Linked DNA regions of Sus scrofa: regions 2 and 3 are each linked to region 1. Evidence: chromatin contacts called from public Hi-C data. All regions are on one chromosome and are shown on one strand. Each heading gives the region's core, a stretch centred on a gene start, on an enhancer-like site or on the middle of the called end of the contact. The rest is flanking DNA. Distances are from core to core; before and after follow the strand shown.

Region 1 (2,700 bases), core at 80-2,579:
ATTTTCTCCTTCTCTGGAAACAATGACATCTGCAAAAACCCAGAGGGAGGAAAGTTGGTTATTGTTTAGGTCTCTGTGGCTGTTTTCTAAGACTAGTGAGCACTGTTCTTATCACCACCACGGAGAAATTACGCTGAACAACCTGGAAGGATTTCAGCCCAAGGGCAAGAGGAAGTGGGTGGGCGGAAAAGAAGGAGGAGGTGGAATTTGGAAACATTTGTTTTAAGGAGAAGGAAAACTTAAAGCCAAAAGAAAGGGAGGCGCTGGCAAGACTCTCCTTACCAATGACCCTCGACTCTTTCTCAGTCTTGCCTCCTGTCTGTCACGAACACTCATCACGCACACGCACACGGTTCTCAAGGGCGCATCCCTCTCTCCCTAGAGGGGACTGAGCTGTCTTCCAGGGACGCTCCGGGGATGAGGTGGCGGTGCCAGGTTGGGTGGGAAAGTAGAGAAGGGAGTGGGACACAAGCAGGAAGGCTAGGTGGACGGGGAGCCACGGCCTGACCGTCAGTGGGTCTGCCACCTGAGCCGACAAGGGGCGCAGAGACGCTGGTCCTTACCTAGGTCTCCGGCCCTGCCGAGGGAGTGGGGAGCTCCGCCTGCTAGTGGGACGCGGACATGGACCAGGCCCCCTCCATCCTCCACACCGAGAAGGCGTAGCTGAGCCGCTCGTGGGCCACATAGCTGCAACTGGCCATCTTGGAGTCCAGCTCGTCACTCTGTAGGACCTGGTAGAGGAAGTCGATGTACCTGGCCGCCAACTTGAGGGTCTGGATCTTGCTCAGCTTGTCTGAGGGCAGCGTGGGGATGATCTTCCTCAGTGCGGCGAACGCCTCATTCAGCGACTGTGTGCGCTGGCGCTCCCGCACGTTGGCCATGACCCGCTGTGTCTGCAGCTCCTCGTAGGACTGCGGACTCCCGCCGCCGCTGCTGCTACCGCCTCCTCCCGCGCCGCCGCCGCCGCCGCCGCAGCCCGCAGACTTCTTGCCGCGCTTGCCTTGGGCCGGGCTGCCAGGCTCCTCGCCGCCTCCGACGCCCCCGCCCGCGGCCCCGCCGGGCCCCGAGCTGCCCCCCGCGCTGCGCCGGCTGCTGCGCCGCTTGCGCCCCCCGCGCTTGCCGCTTGGCGGCTGCTGCCGGTCCGGCTCCTCCTCGCTGTTGCTCAGGCTGTCGTCGGCCGGCGAGACTGGCGAGCTGGACACGTCCTGCATCATCTCTCGGGCGGCAAGGCGCGGCCTCGCAGGCCCGGGGCAGAGCGGCGGCCCGGGGAAGAGGAGGAAAGTGGGACGCCTCAGCCCGCCAGCTTCCCCCGCTCGCGGCGCCGGCCCGGGCGATGCGGCCCGCGGAGGAGGGAGCGGGAGGAGGGACGAGGAGAATCTCCGCTGGGAGGGCGCGCGGGGGAGGCGGGGAGGGAGGCGGGAGGGGGAGTGGACGGTGTGGATGGCCCCGAGGTCCAAAAAGAAGGCGCCCAACGGCCGCACGCACACCCCACTCGGCCTTCTGGAAACGCTGCCTGTGCCGGCGAGCCCGCGAGGTGTCTGGGAGTTGGGCGAAAGCTGCAGACTTGGAGGCTCTTATACCTCCGTGCAGGCGGAAAGTTGGGGGCAGCAGTGTCATTGGCCTGACGTGTGGAGGAGGGACTTTTCGAAGTTTTATAGGAAAGTTTCCGCTTTCCAGCCCCCCTTCTCCGTCCCCACCCCCCCCTTCCTGGGGTCTAACAATTCGTCCTCCCAAACCATTCAAAAACGACCTGGCCCAGGCGGCCGGCCCCTCTGCCCGCCTCCTTGCTGCCCTCCCCCTTCCCTCCCTGCTGCCCTACGCCCGCGGGGCGCGGGGCTATTTCCTTCCGCGCCGGAGCCCGCGGCCGCGCCCCCGCACCGAAGCGCAGCCCGGGGAAGCGGCGGGAGGGGACTGTCCCCACTGCGGTGTCGGTCTCTCCCGGAGTGACTGTGACAGCAGCGGCGGCGACAGCTTCTACGCAGTGGGTTAAGTTTCAGCTTGCCCCACTACCCTCTAGGTCCGTGGGGCGGGTTTGAGATTGCTGGGGCGGGGGAAATGGCAAGAAAACTGGCAAAGGCATAGCCCAGTGTATAGTCAGGTAGACGGGCTCCTGGAGTCACCAGGGCCAAACCACCGTGGCTGGCCTGGAGATCTTGGGCGTTTCTGAAGACGTGGCTGCGCTGGGGACTGCAGATCTGCGTCCGGGCCTGTTCTCTCATCCTTCCTGGAGAAGCATCTGGGCCTTTCTTTTCCCTTCACAGTAACCCAATCTAACTTTTCCCAACGCCCAAAGGTCTGCTTCTCCGAAGGTGCTAGAAAGAGGCAGAAGTTCATTCTCCCGCGGAAATCAGGCCTGTCCTTGGAGAAGGTAGCAGGGCCGGAGGGGGGCAGCGCAGCGTCTTTGCCCGAGGCCCTGATTGCCTGAGCTGCTAGCCCATGGTGGAGTACCCTGTGGTCATTTCATCCCCACCCTACTTCCACATAAGGCCCTGCATTGTGACCTCTAAAGATCGGCTTTGAGAGAGATGGGGGTTCAGTAATTCCTGGACACGCGGGTTTGACGGCTGCAAGAGCCCCCTTCCCCACCCCTCACTCCTAGGAGGTACAGTGAGAAATTAGGTTTCGGGCGCCTCAAACGCATTACGATTATTTAGACATTTTTACATTTTAAGCGTCTCTATCTAATAAGTAACAACAAAG
Region 2 (2,862 bases), core at 350-2,849, 290 kb before region 1:
ATAAATGATTTCTTTCTTTCACGTCAAGCAACCCAACTTTTCTGAACATGCTGGTTTTGCAAGGATTTATAGTTCCCTGCCTTCATGCTGGAGTTACTTCAGCTTTCCGTGATGCATTCCAGCTAATCTGGAGGTTAAGGCGTTCCTTGATCATGGATAGATCTGATTGCTACTCAGCCCTGGAATTCTTTATAAAATTCCAGAACGTGGGCTAGAAATTGACTTAGGGAATCCAATAAAGTTGCAAGTCTTGGCAGTCATCCAAGTGAAATTTATAGACTGGAAGAAATATGGGCTTTCCATTGTTCTCTTTTTCACCTTTCTGGGGTTTCTTTTGTGTGTATGTGAGTATGTGAGTGTAAATTTATCATTTTGCTGACATTGGAGTAGAAATAATCATTGAGGGAATCCAGCTAAAGATTTTTCACTTTGGATTGTCTCTGGTCTTTCTGAACTTTGACCCAAACCTGCACTAAGAGTGAATTTATTCTCCTTTTCTAGGATGCTTGTGTCATAAAATAAGAAATTGTTCTTGAGAATGAATCATGGTAGTATAACAGCTGATGTGCTCTTTGCCAGCTAGGTACAACTCCCAAATCACTATTCTTCTGGCTCTGTGGGAACTTTCGAGACAAGATCTGAGAAAATGTGATCATATATATTGTTTCTGTTCATTCTGTGAAATGGTAATGGAGTCAAGAAAACAAGCTCTGAGGCCTTTTACAGATTTTAGTCTTTTTGTGTGTTCCTGATGCTACGTAGTACATGGAGATCCAAGCAGTTCTCTCATATCTGATCACTGAAAATCTGTCTTATTCTTACAGAATGGCTTTGCTGTTGTGAGGCCCCCAGGCCATCATGCTGAAGAATCCACAGCCATGTAAGTACCAGGGACTGTTGCCCATCTCCAAGCGCCACGGTTCCTGGCGGTCACCTGCCCCGTGCATGTCTCTGAAGCCTCTAATTGTTAGCAGATGGACTGAGAAATCTTGCGAGGTACTCCCAGAAGCAGATTTATGGCTTCAGAGATCATATAGCATTTTAAAAAATGCTCTGAACATTATTTATAATGGTTTTCCTGGCTGATTTGCTTTCTTATTTCTCTGTTCTTCTCTATTCCGCAGGGGGTTCTGCTTTTTTAATTCAGTTGCAATTACCGCCAAATACTTGAGAGACCAACTAAATATAAGCAAGATATTGATTGTAGATCTGGTATGTATTCCTGGCCAGAGCTGCATTTTCAGTGACTCTAGATAAAAGGGAGCGAATTTGTATTTCTCTGTTAGGTTGCTTTGCTTTTAGCACTTGCAAACAACTGAAGGGTGTGTTTCCTTTGAATGTGGAAACTCATTAAATTCAGAATTGCAGTTCTGAAACCATAAACATTCACGTTTCACTTTCATGGTGTTAACTGCAATTTAATGAGAAGAAGGCGCAGATCAGGGCAACTTTTATGATCCTTAAATGAATTGATACTTCCACAGTTAAAATAACCCAACAGAACCTGAATTTACTTTTCCCTACAGAATATAGACTTTAAATAGTCAGATGTGCTGGAAAGAATGCTGTTGCTTTGGTAACCAATTGGCTACTTCCCCTGGTTAGCAATCATGTTGCTTGTTGTGCAACAGTGGTATTATTAAAACAAGTCAGCATGTCATTCTTTCTGAAAAGATCTCAGATCATGTATGCCAGTTTGGGATGACTCCCGGCAGGAACCCTGAGTGATTAAAAGTCAGAGGCATTAGATTCATCTTGCATTTTAACATGATACATTCTTACACAATAGTTATAATTTGTTTAACAAATGGTTTGTTTAAATGCAGATGACACTTGGCATGTTGTCTGTAGTATATTCATGAATAATGAGCTGGAGATCTGCCCCATACCAAAGGACCAACCCAGGAAAGGGCAAAAGAGAGCTGACTGGTGATTTATGAGCCCCGTTTTCGGTTTGCCTCCAGTTCACGAGGAGGTGTAATAGGTTGTCTGACAAAGCATAGACAGGAAATGAACCCTGGCATCCAAAGCGAACCTGCTACATCTGTACTTAATTAATTTTTGCAGGTGATAAAAGATTTAAAGGCAAAATATGTTAAAAGTTTTTTTGAAGTGCAAAGCTTAATAGTCTAAATCTTGTTCATATCTGCACTCATAATTAAATCTTATTGGGAAGTCGTGGCCTCACCGTCCGGCCTTCTGATTCAGTTAAACAGGCACAGCAAAGGACAGAGAGCACAAACAAAGCCAGCTGAAGAAATACTTAGTCAAGTTAAAATAGAGATAAAAGGAACGAAAGACTGATAACCATTTCTAGTGTTTGGTAGGAACAAATGTTTTCCACATAGTGTATTTGTAGCCTTCCTGCAGGTACTTTGGTGCTGAGTACCGAGACCCAACTTCCCATGTATTTTCCAAACATGCTTAAGTTTCACTGTAGGTCACAGTTCACCATTAAAGAAATGTGTTGAAGGCCTAGATATACTACAGCAGCAAGACCTTAAAATTTTACCAAAATGAGGACATCAGTACCTATTTTCCCATGGACTTATAAAATGACATTTAAAATGATAAATAATTATTGGTTTGTATGATTTGTAAGATAGCAAATTTTTAAAATAGTTTATATACTTCTAGAACTCTAAAGTTGTGCTAGAAAGATAAGCCAAAAACTTGAAGAAAGGGTAGCAAATGAAGACCAGAGGTTGTGAGGAAATTTTTCTGTGCTTTCTAAACTTGTCAAAATTATGTAGGAAGGAGGTTGGTGAACTGTCATCCTAGCCTTAAGAATTTTTAAATATTACTTTCCGATGGTTCTGTGGAGGTAAAAACTATTAAGAGAGAGACTCTTTGAAAGCACAC
Region 3 (2,700 bases), core at 180-2,679, 350 kb before region 1:
TGAACCACACAGCAGCAGCCACATCACCTGAAACTAGGGAGCTTGAACTGGAATTGTCTTGATCTTGAGAGAGGTGTTGTTGTCACCTGATGTTTCCATGTGTACCAGTAATTCATGCACAGGGATATGAAAGGACAGCATTCCCTGACCAGATTCTCTTTGAGTTTCACTGTAGTTCCCTGTTAGTATATTATCTTACAGGTGTCTTATTATGACACACATTTTAACTGAAATAATAATACTGTCTTGGTAATTTTAGCAAGCACAGCAGTTAAAAAAAATAAGGCCAGTTAACTCCATACACCAGCATGATGTTTTTTGGCCTAAAAGATGTGCCAACTGAGAAATGTGACCAGGGAGAACTCTTTGTCCATTGACACAACAGAGGTTTAACTTAATTCATAGTTTTGTCTATGCTGAAGGACCATTCTTTGTTAGTTGAAGTGAAAGCTTTTGCCCAGCATATGTATGAAAATTTTGACTGAGTCTAGAGTGTCTCAAACTATCTCTGACTTAACAGCAGCTATTATCTTGGTTTAATTTCCATTCTGTCACAGACCAATGCTTTTTTTAAAAAATAAGATACATTAAAATGAGATGCTGCAGTAGTGAAATAAAGATTGAAGACATACAAGATTATATTTGATTCAATAGATATAAACATACTTTGTCAGATTAAAAAAAAGTTTTTAAGTATTTACTGTCAGTTTTTATGCAGACCTCCTCAAAGATCATTCACAAACAGTTCCTGAACTGTTACTGATCCCAAAGGACATTCTTTGAATAATTGGTCTAGATGAATACAACTGTGAGAAACACACACATGAAGTGATTAGCATATGGGTAATAATCAAATACATAAAATATATTGGCATTGACTTATGTCCTTTGATAAACAGTAAGGAATTTGTTTCAACAACTTCTTCAGGTGAGCGTAAAGTAAAAGTTTAATGAATTTATTTTTAGCTACTCAGTAGCTCCCATTTGTTTTTAAGTTTATACTTTTACAAAGGAGTTAACTGTTAATTATTATTAAATTAATTATTAAATTATTATTAAATTAAATTATTACTAAATTTTTATAGGTATCGCAAATTTTTATAGGTATAGCAATCCATTGGACCTGAACCTCATATACACTCATTTTCCAAATATTGCTGTGGTACGTTACTAAGCAAATCAGTGTCACATTCCTACATGATGAAACTCAGCCCATTATTAATCATCCTAAATGTGACTTGGGGTCTTACTTTCTTCTGAATGTTGTCAGTGAAGTACTATAGGCTTCTGCTGTTTTCTTTCAGCGAATTCAAGGTCGAAAAGCCAGCCTGGAGGAAATACAGCTTGTTCATTCTGAACATCACTCACTGTTGTATGGCACTAACCCCCTGGACGGACAGAAGCTGGACCCCAGGACACTCTTAGGTCTGTATAACCCTCCATTCTACTGAGAACAGCACATTCCAGCACTATCATTAGTCAATGCTGCTGTCAGTACAACATACTTGGCAAGCACTGTGACAAAAAATCAGCTTTTCCTACAGCATTGCTCTGTGGAATGAGTCTTACAATAGAAGCCAATGTAGATTAAGAAAATTCTACATTAGAGAAAAAATGACAGTGAAAGTTTCATGATGTTTACTTTCAAATTAGCCTTTATTTGAATAACATTTCTTCGCTGTTCCTAGTTTATGGGAATAAATACATTGGAGAGTTTACTTGCTTATGTTTTTAGACTGAAAAAAAGGGGGGGGGGTGTTTTTACATTCTTCTGTGTCTTTCGGCTCTTTTTTTCTATTACCTTAACAGACAAAGGGCATAATACAACTTATTTGAAGTGAAAACTCCTTATCACTATACCTAGAATACTATATTTTATAGTAAGATTGCATTTTAAATCTTAATGTAATCTATGTAATGTATGTTTTAACTATGGAATTAAATAGTAAAGTGGTTGGAAGATAGAAAACTAAAAACGTAATCTTTATGATTTTTCAAAGCATTATTATCAGGTTTAAAATAAAAAAATAAAATAGGAGTTCTCGTTGTGGCACAGTGGAAATGAGCCCAACTAGGAACCATGAGGTAGCAGGTTTGATCCCTGGCCTTGCTCAGTGGGTTGACGATCCAGTGTTGCCGTGAGCTGTAGTGTAGGTTGCAGGTGCAGCTTGGCTCTGGTGTTGCTGTGGCTGTGGTGTAGGCTGGCAGCTGTAGCTCCCATTAGACCCCTAGCCTGGGAACCTCCATATGCCACGAGTGCGGTCCTGAGAAGACAAAAGAATAAATAAATAAATAATAAAAAATAAAATATAAAAAAATTAAAATTTATGTTTCAGGGCTTTATTAAACTTTATATGAGTGATAGAAACAACAGATTTTGAAGAAAGTTGATGACAAAACCTTATTTTAGTTGAAACAATTCTATTCGTTAATTAATAATCTTTTATAATAGAATAACAATTCATGTGCCAAAAGAATCATGTTTTAAGTGTTTTAACTAAAAAGGCATTTTAGGACTTTTTTTTGGTCCCTTTCTTTCAAATAAACCTATTATGTCAGTTCTAAATTGTTGGGCTTTTTCACCCAATTCAATATTATTTCAAAATGGTTTTATGTTAACTGATCCTAACATTTCAAAAACAAGTGTATGACATGTAGTAGGCAGACATTTTGGAGAGCAATTATAAGGGGAAATTAACA

Evidence for each region. Hi-C and Micro-C count contacts between places; a contact is called where the count stands out from the background.
Region 2: a contact with region 1 is called in a Hi-C map of embryonic fibroblasts, with 6 times the contacts expected there. The contact joins the enhancer-like site here to the promoter of TWIST1 in region 1. A contact is called at or near these places in 4 of 47 Hi-C or Micro-C datasets (adipocytes, embryonic fibroblasts, fibroblasts and 1 more).
Region 3: a Hi-C map of adipocytes shows a contact between it and region 1, with 5 times the contacts expected there. The contact joins the enhancer-like site here to the promoter of TWIST1 in region 1. A contact is called at or near these places in 7 of 47 Hi-C or Micro-C datasets (adipocytes, embryonic fibroblasts, fibroblasts and 2 more).

The regions. Positions count from the first base shown.
Region 1 is chr9:88,288,802-88,291,501 of Sscrofa11.1, forward strand. TWIST1 (twist-related protein 1) reads right to left here and starts at 1,330. Exons shown (of 2, transcript XM_003130192.5): 1 at 564-1,330; 2 at 1-29. The coding sequence starts at 1,214. The coding sequence ends at 606.
Region 2 is chr9:88,002,547-88,005,408 of Sscrofa11.1, forward strand. It overlaps HDAC9 (histone deacetylase 9), which reads left to right. Exons shown (of 28, transcript XM_021102482.1): 21 at 825-880; 22 at 1,125-1,212. Among named protein-coding and RNA genes, the nearest start is that of TWIST1, 290 kb to the right of the region's middle. Within about 2 kb of position 1,600, at least 10 of the 83 cell types and tissues checked have an H3K27ac peak or open chromatin away from gene starts, as enhancers often do. A contact at or near this core is called in subcutaneous adipose tissue, where this site is marked.
Region 3 is chr9:87,936,437-87,939,136 of Sscrofa11.1, forward strand. It overlaps HDAC9 (histone deacetylase 9), which reads left to right. Exons shown (of 28, transcript XM_021102482.1): 18 at 1,305-1,425. Among named protein-coding and RNA genes, the nearest start is that of TWIST1, 350 kb to the right of the region's middle. Within about 2 kb of position 1,430, at least 5 of the 83 cell types and tissues checked have an H3K27ac peak or open chromatin away from gene starts, as enhancers often do.